2 separate regions of the Bos taurus genome follow, and region 1 is linked to region 2. A link is a contact called in public Hi-C data. All regions are on one chromosome and are shown on one strand. The core of a region is the stretch at or near the end of the contact, and the rest is flanking DNA. Distances in the headings are between cores, read along the strand shown. Region 1 holds the start of NSMCE2 (NSE2 (MMS21) homolog, SMC5-SMC6 complex SUMO ligase). Region 2 has its middle 190 kb from the start of TRIB1.

Region 1 (6,599 bases), core at 966-3,465, 490 kb before region 2:
TGCCTGTGTCTTATTTAAATCCTTTTTACCCAATGAGTTACACTGTAGGCAACTTCAAGGCAACTTCAAATTTGACTAAAGTTTTTGTGGGCCTCCCTGGTGGCTCAGTGGTAAGGAACCCATCTGCCAAGATAGGAGGCATGGGTTCAATCCCTGAGTTGGAAAGATCCGCTGGAGAAGGAAATGGCAACCCGCTTCAGTATTCTTGCCTGGAAAATTCCATGGACAGAGGAACCTGGTGGGCTACAGTCCATGGGGCCTCAAAGAGTCAGATTTGACTTTGTGACTCAACGACAACAGTCTTTGGTAAATAGCCCCATTGTTGGCTGAAAAACTGGTCCTAAAGAATAGAATTTAAGAAGCATCATTAAATACGCCTAATCATGTTGCAGTGATCTCAGAGGTAGGTGGCTTTACAGATGTTAAGACTTAGTTGAGACTTAAAAAAAAAAAATCACTCTAGAATGAGGTATGAATAAGCATGGTAGAAGAAATTATAATATATTAAATCTTCCTTTTAGAGGTTCTCCTGGTGCTAGGAATGAAGACAATTCATAATGACCACTCATCTCAGTGTAGGTTGTCTTATTATTTGCCATGAAATGAAACCAGAAATTCCACTCAATTTCCTGTTTCTTTTTACAAGGCACCCAGAAAAGTGGCTGTAACTTAATTTTAAAGAACTGATATGGAACTGTGATTTTTAGTTTGGAAAGTAATTCTAGACAAAAGACAACATGCTTTCAAGAATGAAGCATGGCAGCATTATACCAACTGCCCAAGGAGTCCAGAACTGAATTATGAAAATTAAAGTTCCCTGGGAAGAATCATTCTTTATCCTACACAGAGGACAAAAGAAGACTGATCTAGTTTAATCCTTTCATAAAAACCTCAGTTACATAAAGAACGGAGCACTAGTCCCCACCCATCCATTACCAGGAATAAACTGTAGCGGTTGCTGATCGAGATAAAAACCACAGGCGCATCTCTTACAGGAAAGTTCTAAAATGAGCCTAATCACTTTAGTTTGATTCATGGATCCTGAAACAGAATAAAAAAAATCGGAAGGTGTTCCTTGTAGCGGACAAAGGCAGTGAAGAATCTCCCTCCTTCCGGCAACCATCAAGGTTGGAGGAAGTTCCACGCACTTGCAATCTATCCGGAGACCCAGTTCCCTTCCAGGCTCTGTGTTTTCTGTTTTTCTAACTGTACCCACTCCGGTATTCTTGGGCTTCCCTTTGTGGGTCAGTTGGTAAAGAATCCGCCTGCAATGCGAGAGACCTGGGCTCGATCCCTGGGTTGAGAAGACCCCCCCGGAGAAAGGAAAGGCTACCCACTCCAGTATTCTGGCCTGGAGAATTCCATGGACTGTATAGTCCATGGGGTCGCAAAGAGTCGGACACGAATGAGCGACTTTCACTTCACTACTTTACTACCACAGACAAATCAGGACCCTCAGAATTTTTTTTTTTTTTTTAATGCAAAGGACTTTGGCGTGTCACAGGTGAGGCAACCAAGGTGCAGAGAGCAGCAATGACTTGTCCAAACTCAGTCCATGGCAAAACGAGAATTCAAACTGAAGTCCGTCAGACTGTAAAAGCTTCCACCAACCACTCAGGTTTCTCGAGGGTAAATGGAGGAATCACGACGTCCACAAAGCCTTACTCCCGGAAACCTGGAAGGATCAGATGCGGACCAAGGAGCTGAACATCATCGCTTCTAAAGCGCCAAAGCAGGGTGTAAAACTGTTTCCACCTGAGTGGAGATGCGGAGTCTGAACTGCAGCCGCGGTTCCAGGAAAACCCCCAGTCCTCTAACGCCAGGCTCCCCCTTCCAGACCCCACCCCACGCCGCAAAATCTCCCCAGCCCCGCGCCTGGGCCAGCGCGGCCCAGCCCCGGGCGGGGGAGGGGACGGGGGACATGAAGGAGGCGGCGCGCGCACACTGCCCCGACTCACCTGTCACCCGGGCCGCGCCAGGGCGCACGCGCAGGGCCCGCGGTCGTGCGCGGAGTCTGCACGCCGGCCCCCACCCTCCGTCTCCGTAAGGGTCCTTCCACTTTTACCCCCAGCCCTTCCCTTATCCTGAGCCGGCCAGACCCCGGCTTCCGCCACTGGTCCCTCGGCTGTCACATGACAGAGGGGCGGGGAGCGGCGGCGGGGCGTCATGTGACCGCTCGCCGGCGACTACTGATGACGTCCGAGCCCGCGCTCGCCGTTTCAGCGACAGAGGAAGGGAGTGAAGGAAGGAGTTGGGGTCCGGGCGCGGGGAATCCGGGCGCAGCCAGACAAGAGCTACATCCGGCAGCCAGGTAAGGCAGGAGCGAGGGATAGCGATGGGAGGGTGACGAGGGGTGTCGCCTGCTTCTCGGGCGCTCGGCGGGTGCCCGGAGCTGCTATCTGTGGACCTGGGTTATGGTCGTGGTTCTTTTCACGGTCACAGCGGGGAGGCTGGGGCCGTTGACCTCACTCTCCAAGACGCCATCTCTCCATCCTTTGGCTCTAAATATGTGGATCATGAATTATGTTTTATTGAAATATTGTTCACTTACAGTGTGTTAGTTTCAGGTGTACAGCAAAGTGATTCGGACATATATGTGTATATGTATATATTTCAGGTTCTTTTCCATTATAGATTATTAAGATATTGAATATAGTTCCCAGTGCTTTACAGTAGGACTCTATAGTTTATCTGTTTATATACAGTAGTGTGAGGTCCCGAATTCTTGATCTAAATAAATCTGGTTTGAGCTGGCTTTCAAAGCAGGGCCTTGGGCACATATTTGAAATAAACTCTCAGGGCGTCAGTTTCCTTTTCTCTTCTCTCCTGTAAATGGTTGTGAGGATTAACTATAATGAGAGCAAAGCTTAGGGATGCCAGTTCATGGCATGCTATAGGGGACATAGAAATGGTTTCTGTTATTGATGTAACTCTTCCAAATTTTTATTGGTTGCCTATTTTGTGTGAGGGGCTGTTTTATGTAGTGTGGAATATGTCAGAATTCTAGTTTAAGTTGCTGACAAGGTGAAAGAGTGGCAGACATGTGAGCAAGTGGACCTGGGTTCGATCCCTGGGTTGGGAAGATCCCTTGGAGAAGGAAATGGCAACCCACTGCAGTACTATTGCCTGGAAAATCCCGTGGACAGAGGAGCCTGGTAGGCTATAGTGCATGGGGTTGCAAAGAGTCGGAGGGGACTGAGTGACTTCACTTTCACTTTCACTTTAAAGTAGAATATGTGTGTGTGGTTGGGGGAGGGGGATAGTAGTAGCATGAAGAAGAAAACAAGCAATTGTTTGTATGGATAAGAGAACGCTTCATAAAGATGTAACCTTGCATATTGAAAAAGAAGGTACAGCTCTGGTGGCTGAATTTGTATAGGGCCCTATGGATTTAAAGGTGGTCAGCACAGTATCTAGGTTATTTGTGTGCTTACCACTTGCTGTACCCAAAGATGAGAGGGGTATTTTTATTTTTACATTAGCTGATTATTGGCCACCCCATCTACAGAGAATCTTAAAGACCTGCTGTGGTCTGAATGTTTATATCCTCTCCTACCCCACTCCCAGATCATATGTTGAATTCCCAAAGCCAAGAAATGGCAATTAGGCGCTAGAGCCTTTGGGAAGTGCTTAGATCGTGAGGATGGAGCCCTCCAAGTAGGCTTGATACCTTTATAAAAGAGGCTCTGGAGAGGTCTCTTACCCCTTCTACCATGTAAAGACACAGAACTAGAAGGCCTTGGCCATGAACCACAGGAAGAGGGCCTTCAGCAGAATGCGACTGTACTGGTGCCTTGACCTTGGACTTCATAACCTCCAGAACTGTAGAAATGTTTCTGTTGTTTATATGTTACTGTGTCTGTGGTATTTTGTTGCAGCAGCACCAACTGATGAAGACAAGGCCTGTAGGGAAAGCAACAGAATATGCTAGGGGAAAAACTCAGGAAGTGGGTAATCGTGTTTTAAGCTTTCTTTGAGACCATAGGTATAGAGAACAAAATAATTACTGTTCCCCCGGGAAGGCTTCAAGAAGTGGTCAGTTTGAACCAAGGTTTCTCAACTACTGCACTGACATTTGGGACCAAATAATTCTTTGTTGTGGCAGGCTGCCCTGTGACTTACGTACTTAGCTGTACTTACATGCTAAGTCACTTGAGTCGTGTCCAACTCTGCGACCCTATGAACTATTGCCTGCCAGGCTCCTCTGTCAGAGATAGGGAAAAGCCATTTCTCTTGCTTTTGGATCTGAATCGTTCCTCTTGGTATTTCCGAATTACAGAAAGATGTTTCCCTCACCTGTCTGCAAGTGTAAAGTTTCATTGGAGTAATGTGAATTTTGCATTCATATAAAAAGGATGGCTTTCCGTTTGTCCAGGATTATATTAATCCTTATATGAAGGTGAAGAAGTGAAAGTGAAAGTCGCTCAGTCGTGTCCAACTCTTTGCAACCCCATGGACTATACAGCCCATGGAATTCTCTAGGCCAGAATATTGGAGTGGGTAGCTTTTCCCTTCTTCAGGGGATCTTCCCAACCCAGCAATCAAACCTGGGGCTCCTGGATTACAGGCGGATTCTTTACCAGCTGAACCACGGGGAAGCCCAAGAATACTGGAGTGGGTAGCCTATCCCTTCTCCAGCGGATCTTCCAGGCCCAGGAATCGAACTGGGGCCTCCTGCATTGCGGATTCTTCACCAGCTGAGCTATCAGGAAAGCCCTTAATCCTTACATACATTGTGTCTTACTTCAGGCTCCTGTTAAAAATTATCATAAACTGGTGGTTTAAGCAACAGAAATTTATTTCTCACAGTTTTGAAGACTAAAAGTTGTTGGTGTGGTTGAGTACTGGTGGGCTCTCCTCCTTGTTTGCAGATGGCCACCTTCCTGTATCTTTACATGAAGGACAGAGAGAGTGAGCCCTGTGTCTCTTCCTCTTCTAACGATGCCAATCCCATCATGAGGGCTCCCCCCTCATTTAAACCTAATCATCTCCCACAGGCTCTATCTCCATATGTCATCACATTGGAAATTAGGGTAAACATGAATTTTGGAGGGCACAATTATCTCAGTGTTCACCATACCTGAATTATTTGGGGTGCTTCATAAAAATATCATTTCCTCAGAATGTCCACTAGAGACTGATTCAGTAGGTCTGAGATAGTATCCATTAATCTGTATTTTTAGAAAGTATTTCAACTGATTCTTAAGATCAGACAAGTTTGAGAAAACTATAAAATTTAATTTATCCTTACAATAATGGCTTATCTCCTTTTTAAACGGGGTTGGGGGGGAGGGTGAGAACCGAAGATAGAGAAGTTAAGCTGTTCAACCAGAGTGATGCAGTTTTGAGTGATGTGGACAGGTGGAATTTCCAGGCATTGGTGACCAGGGTCCATTTCACTTATGCACTATTCTGTATTGCTGCTCACAGTGATGATTAAGTCAGTGGTGATATTTATTCTCATTTTAAAAGATGGTTTACCAGGCATTATTCTGAGTGTTGTGTTAAACAAGTGAACTCATTTGGTCCTCCCAGTAACCCTTGATACTGGCGCTGGATCATCCTCATGTTACAGAAAGGGAAGGGAGGGCATTGACAGGTTAAATAATTTGTCGCAAGTTACTCAGCAACTTTAATGGCAAAATCAGGCTTAGAACTCACATAGTCTGGCTCCAGAGGCTACTTGTTGACCCCCCACTGGAGTTTTTAGAAGTTAACTCCTACTAGTATTGCCCCCACGTTTTACTCTATAACATAACTAATGTTTGTTTTAATATAAATGTGTTTCATGTTTTCTTTAAGTAAAATTAATATTCTAGGAACATATGTCCTGTTCATACTGTGACTAGCCTAACCCCTAATGTGTATGTATGTGTGTGATAGTGTGTGTGTATATATATATAATACTTTGATAATGGTATTTCTAGAACAGTGCTGTCGAGTGCAGTAGCCACTAGACACATGTGGTTATTTAATATATTTTTTTTTGCATTGTTTCTACATAGCAGAGCATTGACAAAAATAATAAGGTTACTTAGTTGATAAGTTTGGTTTTATAAAAGATATTTGTTGAACAGAGATCCTCTGAATAGAGGCAGAAATAGGTAAAAATATTAGTGGTGAAATATTTGCATATATCTATTGGAAAAATGAGAATAGAATAGAAAACATTTTCCATTTAGAAGTATTACTTCTGAGCTTCACAGTAGGTTACTTGTAGTATTTTACAGTTTAAAAAAAAAATGGTCTTCAGAAAAGACTCATTTGAAGGTGTCAACAGCTTCACATTCATAAGCATGACATGCAGTTTTGAAGAGAATTTCAGGAAATCCTATGAAAAAATAATAAGAGCACACTGAGATAATACATCTTCAGAAACACCCATGTCATAGTATTAAAGACAGATGGCTAATAAACTGATTAAAGAATATGACTGTGTACCAAGAATAATGATTTTTTTTTTTTTTAAGTTTTGGTATTGATATAAAAAGACTTCTAAATCTGTTTAGAAGAAAGGCACTGCCAAATAATTCTCAAACTACTGCACAATTGCACTCATCTCACACGCTAGTATAGTAATGCTCAAAATTCTCCAAGCC
Region 2 (6,275 bases), core at 860-3,359:
GACTACAGCAGGCAAGTCACACAGATCAGCTCTCCAAAAGGGGTGGGGTGGGGGGCGGAGCTTTCTATTTTTAGACTTATCTGGAGAGTCTCTAGTACTGTGTGTCTTTTCCTGAGATGGCCTGTTCTAGACTCAGCACTTGACCTTCCAGAGGGGAGGAGCAGCCAGCGTCTCCCAGATAGGTTCTGTCTGTCTGCCATGTTCCCTGCAGACTGCACACTTCTTTCCTTCTAGAATGTTCCTTCCTCTCCCTCTCCAGCACCTTCCCCACTGGCACCATGATCCATCTGGAAAGCCCTTCCTGACTCTTCTCTGGGAAATCTTCCCCAACTGCCATTGCAGTCCTGAGCTCTCCTACACTGAACACGTGATTTGTAAACACACACCTGTGCATGTTCACGACACAGTGGTGAGTGGCAAGGCCTTTCATGTTGGACTCCTGGCTTTCAGTCTGGCTCTGCCATCCTGTACAAGTCTCCCCAGCTGGGCCTTACTTTCCCCACCTGTGAAATGGTGCTAATCATAGTACCCATTTCATAGGGTTTGGTGAGCATTAAGAAAGAGTATGTACAGAGCACTTAGCCGTGGGATATGAACATAGCGAATGTTGCATATGTGTTCCTGTTCTTTTATTCTTCTAAAATAAGCCCTTCCTTGCATATCTTTGCATCTCCAGTGCCCAGCACACTACAGGTACTCAGTAAATGAAAATGCAACTTAATTTCAACAATGTGAGCATGTATTGAGAACCCACCAGGTATCAAGGGGTAAATACGTGTTGGGGGAGGTGCAGCTAAAGGTCAGGATGCCTACGTATAGAGACATCCAATGAGCGACTGGATGAGGGACTTCCCTGGCAATCCAGTGGTTAAGACTTGGCCTTCCAATGCAGGGGTTGTTGATTTGATTCCTGGTCAGGGAGCTAAGATTCTACAGGTCTGGAGGCCAAAAAACCAAAATGTGAAATGGAAACAATATTGTAACAAATTTAATACCGACTTTAAAAATGGTCCACATTAAAAAAAAAAAAAAAGCTTAGAGAAAAAGAGAGGGCTTCCCAGGTGATGCTAGTGGTAAAGAACCTACCTGCAATGCAGGAGACATAATAGGCATGAGTTCAATCCCTAGGTTGGGAAGATCCCCTGAAGCAGGAAGTGGCAACCCACTCCAGTATTCTTGCCTGAAAAATCCCCTGGACAGAAGAGCTTGGCAGGGTATGGTTCATGGGGTTGCAAAGAGTCAGACATGACTGAATCAACTTAGCGTGCAGAGAAAAAGGGCCAGGATGATGCCAAGGTGGTACATTCGTCGGCTCATCTATTCATTAAGGCATTTATTGTGCCAGGCTCCAGGGAGGCAAAGATGAATAAAATTCACTCCTAGTCCTTAAAGAGACATGACTGGATATATATAACTTACAACATAGGCAGATACCTTCGTAGAGGCGTGAACAAGGTGGGCTCTGGGCTCAGGAGACACAGCCACTGGACTCAGGATCAGTCTGTAAAGTATGGGGCAGGGGAGTTGGGTAAGACTGGCTGTCTTTGCATAGGGTGGCCCTTTTGCCTGGGCCATCTCTCCTTCTCATCTTTCCAGCCTCAGATGACATGTCTTGTCCTCAGTGAATCCCCTTGGAAAGCCCACCTCCTCATCACTCTGGCACTGCACAGTTCATTTCTTCTCAACACTAGCCGTAGTCCTTAGTGAGTGAAAAGCAGGGAAGGAAAGGCAAATGAATTTCTTGAATATCTACTATGGGCCAGGCACTGGGCTCTTCAACTGCTGAACACTACTTAACAAATTTTCCCACTGTTTCCAGGGCTGTCCGTATTGACACTTCAAAAGGGCAAATGCCTTTGCTCAAGGTCACTGGCCAGGAAGTAGTGGAACTGGACTCGGAATTTCAGGGCCAGCTGCCTCCCCACACCCAGAGAGATTTCATGGCACCAGGAGAGGCCAAGTAGGCGAGAAAGGAAACGGAATGATTCGTTTACTGCCCCGGGGCATTTTCAGCAACAAGTAAGTGATTTCTTTGGTTCCCAGTCTGCTATTCAAGCAGAGACTTGGCAGCTGGGAACCAGGCTGCAGAAAAACAGGTTTTCTTCTTAACTCAGCAGCACCACCTGCAGGATGTGAAGGAAAGCTGCAAAAAAGGATCAGGAGAGAGCAGAGAGGGGATATGGAGAAGGGACCTGAGACATCGACTAATGACCTTTGATCTTAAAAAAGGAGTATATTGAGACCAAGAAAGGGACTTAAGGTCACAGTGTTAGTGGTGTCAAATTTGAAGCTGTATCTCTCCAGACTCCTGGTTCAGTGCCCTCTTCCCTTCCACCCTCCCTTCTTCCCTCTCCCTACTCACTCCCCTCCACCCTTGATTCTCATTCTCTCACTAGGTCTCTCCTTTCTCTCTCATTCAATAAGCATTAACTAAGCACTCAACAGAGGCTTCCCAGATGGCCAGGTGGTAAAGAATCCACCAATGCAGGAGACTCAAGAGACTTGGGTTCGATCCCTGGGTAGGGAAGATCCCCTCGGGGTAGGAAATAGTAACCCATAACCCATCCAGTATTCTTGCCTGGAAAATTCCATGGACGGAGGAACCTGGTGGGCCACAGTCCATGGGGCTGCAAAGAGTCAGACACGACTGAGCGCGCACACACACACACACACAAGCACTCAGTATGCCCTGGGCATATTCATTCTTGTGGGATATAAATATTGATAACTAAAATGTGCCTTTTAGGATTAACATTTAAATGTTGCTTAATTGCCATTAACAATCTACTTCATCATTACACCCAAGACATACTGTACATTACTGTGTATCAGACACTAGGCTAAGGCGTGATCTTAGTAGATCTTCACAGATGAGGAGACTAAGGCTTAGAGACCTTTGGATTAGTAGTTGTGGAGCAAGGATTCAAAACCAAATCCTTCTGATCTCAGAGCCAGAGATCTTAATCACTCTGTATATTTACTCTTTAAAGTATCCAAGGTTATTTGAAGAAGAATCCATACTTTAATTAGGATGCTACTGCTATTTAAAATAACTACTTATTTCCTGTCTAAGTGGGGGTGCTGACTCTCCTCTCAAATTCATTGCTTCTGAAATCCCTTCAAGTTCACATCGAGATTCTCTGTACCAGGCACTGTGTTAGGTGCTAGAGTCACAGAGATGACTGTAGTTCAGCCAGAAGCTTGTGGCCTTGTAGGTGTCAGTCTTAACACTGCCATCGGCAAGATGTTCTAATAGAAGCGTGGCACAACTCCGGGGGGTGCCATTCGCACCGCAGCTGACGGAAATGGCATCTCCTGAATTGGCCAGTGTTCTACTTGTGGGACTGTATTTGGTGTCCTTGACCCAGTGGGATGGGAACAAGAAAGAGGGGCAGGGGGTGAGGGATGGGGACCAATCACTTCCACCCCGCAGGGTAGGGAAGCTTCACGGCCGAGGCCACTGGAGTGTGAATGCAGCAAAGCTCTATAGACTTGGATTTCCTGTTCTCTGCAGCTGGGAGGCAGGGTCAAGTTTTGAGGAAATACGTCTCTGCGTTTTGACCTGCAAAGCAGAAAGTGTATTTCGGTTTCCATTTCTGCATTAGCACCAAAGTTGCATTTTAAGTTCCTGGGGAATTTGCCCTCATTCTCGTTTTTGGGTGGATGGGTATTTTCTTTCTTTTGGGTGGTTGGTTATTGAAATTGGAGCTCACGAATTGTAGGAGCCACGTCCAAAACCAGAAGATCTAGTGTGGGCAACCTTGCAGCAGTTAAAGAATCCTCTGCCCAAATCGCAGGAGAATGAACCCACTGCAGCCCCGGAGAATGGGGCCTTCATCTCACAGATAACAGGCCCCCATCTCTCAGCATCTCCCCTCACTTTCCTCACCATCTAAGAGCACTTTGTGCTTATGCACGCAAATTTTACTGTTTCACTTGTAGTAGAAAAACAAAAGACTTTTTTTTTTCATTTTCCTAATATAAAGTGATTTCATAATAGCGCCTATTCTTTGAAGTTGCTATTTCAGACCCCTCTAGGGAGGGCATGCTGGCAATCACAGGACTGAGCTGGGCTGGTTACTGGAAGGGTGCTGAGGGTACAAAGGTATTAAACAAACAAAAAAAGAACCTGCTCTCAGCCTTCCAGGTGCTCTTTACTCCATTGCTGGCCCTGCAGCCCCAGGAATGGCCACTGTGGGAAGGAATAGCAGTAGGGGTGGTGGGGGTCCCCACGCCCATCACACCTTGGATGACAGAGCAAGCACATGGGGGAGACTCTCTTCTCTTCTGCCCTGGGACAAAGATGCTCATCAGCCTGTTGTGCGTGTGTGTTTAGTCGCTCAGTAGTGTCTGACTCTCTGGGACCCCCTGGACTTCAGCCTGCCAGGCTCCTCTGTCTGTGGGATTCTCCAGGCAAGAATACTGGAGCGGGTTGCCATTTCCTACTCCAGGGGATCTTCCTAACCCAGGGATCAAACCCACATCTCTCGAGTCTCCTGCATTGTCAGGTGGGTTCTTTACCACTGAGCCACCTGGGAAGCCCTCCTTTCTTCTCGTGTTGTGGGCTCAATAGCCAGACTGGGACCACTGTCAGTCAGCCAAGATAACCTTGTTTCAGGGGAAAGTGAGTTCTCAGGTTCAAATAGCCATCTTAGAAATCAACTATTGGAATACCTCCTGTTGTGAAGCTCAAGTGCCTCTGCTAGTCTTTATGGTAAAATTAACGCTGTGAAGAAAAGCTATGAACTGGGAATTCAGAGGCCCTGGTTCCAGGCTGCCCTTAGCCAGCTGATTTGGGGCAAGTCATATCATTGTCCTCTTTGAAGCCTCACCTGGAGAATGAGGGATTGCACCAGATGAATGGCCAGGCAATCTTTTGGAGTCTGAGTCTTTGGAACTTTGTAGTGTGTTACTTCCATTTCCAGTGTATTATTGCATTTCTGGTTGAACAGACTGCTTCTTTGGCCCAGGGCTTGTTGGCTCCAGGTCCACTTGTCACTCCTGTGTTAGCTGGTTTCTGGCTGGGTCTGGCACATGGGAGGCACTGGACCATTACTGAAGGGCATCAGGAAGGGAGAAATGGGAAAGGGCATTTCCTCTCCCCGCCGCCTTCAGAAGCGTGTGGCAGAGGTTGCATTTCGTTCTTGGCTCTGGCTCCCACCACGGTTCCTGGGGTCATTCTTATAAGATGACCCCAGGCCTTGGGTTCGTATGATCCTGCCGTTTCTTTCTGTCCCTCCAGCTAAGGGACTTGCTGCTATTATTAATCGTTGGGTGGCCCCATTACTTCTTGGTGGGGTTTCCAGCCTTTCCATCAGCTGCGTAGCCCATTTCCCATGTTAACTTCACCTTGTTCCAAATACTCGGAGTGGGTTCTGTTTACTTTGACTGAACCATTTTAACTTTGGCCAGCTTTACTTTGTAACATCCATCCATAAGAATGATTTTGATAACGTGGATGATTATAACCCCTTACTTGGGATATAATCTCATGTATTAACAAAGCTTTGCTGGGGTTCTGTCATCTGAGTCTAATAATGACAGTGTGACGTAAGATGGGTATTTATCATGAATTCCACTTTACAGAAGAGGAAATGATCTCACGGAGCTCACGCAGCTGGGGAGTCTTGATAGAGCTGGAACCAGAATGCGAGGCTTTTGACTTCTCATCTAGCTTTCTGCCTCTGCTTTTCATCATTATCCCACTCACCCCACTGGAATGGTGACTTAATGTCGGTCCTTCAGAATAGTGTTATCTAAAGTGTGGGCGCAGCCCTTCAGTCGAGGGTGTGTTAATTACCTGTTGCTGTGAAACAAGGGACCCCCACACTTTGTGCTTTATAGCAGTGTCATTTATTATTTTGGAAATGGCCCATGACTGCAAAGATGCTTTCTCCGTTCCACGTTTTCTGGGTTGATTGTTCTTAGAGCTGGGCCCTGGGAGGGCTTTGAGGTTGTACTTTCCAATTTGAGGTGGGTCTGGCTGTGATGTGATGATGAGTAGGCCAGTGTGAAGCACTGAATACACAGGCTTCTGTCCTCAGCAGACCCAGCGAAAAAGCAGCCTCTAACCAAGGGATAAGGGCAAGGGGAGGAAGCTTAAACTTTTTGTATTAAGCTCATTAAACAAGGACTTCTCTGGTGGCTCAGATAGTAAAGAATCTTTTTGCAATGCGGGAGACCTGGGTTCCACCTCTGGATCTTGGGAAGATCCCCTGGAGAAGGGAATGGCTACACACTCCAGTGTCTTGCCTCTGTCCAGTGAATTCCAAGGA

The links. A called contact is a pair of places that touch in the nucleus more often than the background predicts.
Region 1: a contact with region 2 is called in a Hi-C map of liver, with 2.5 times the contacts expected there. A contact is called at or near these places in 3 of 11 Hi-C or Micro-C datasets (liver, skeletal muscle and skin fibroblasts).

The regions. Positions count from the first base shown.
Region 1 is chr14:15,083,467-15,090,065 of ARS-UCD2.0, reverse strand. NSMCE2 (NSE2 (MMS21) homolog, SMC5-SMC6 complex SUMO ligase) reads left to right here and starts at 2,215. Exons shown (of 8, transcript NM_001075797.3): 1 at 2,215-2,311. It overlaps WASHC5 (WASH complex subunit 5), which reads right to left and starts at 2,134. Exons shown (of 29, transcript XM_002692622.6): 1 at 1,959-2,134.
Region 2 is chr14:14,595,010-14,601,284 of ARS-UCD2.0, reverse strand. No RefSeq gene overlaps it. Among named protein-coding and RNA genes, the nearest start is that of TRIB1, 190 kb to the left of the region's middle.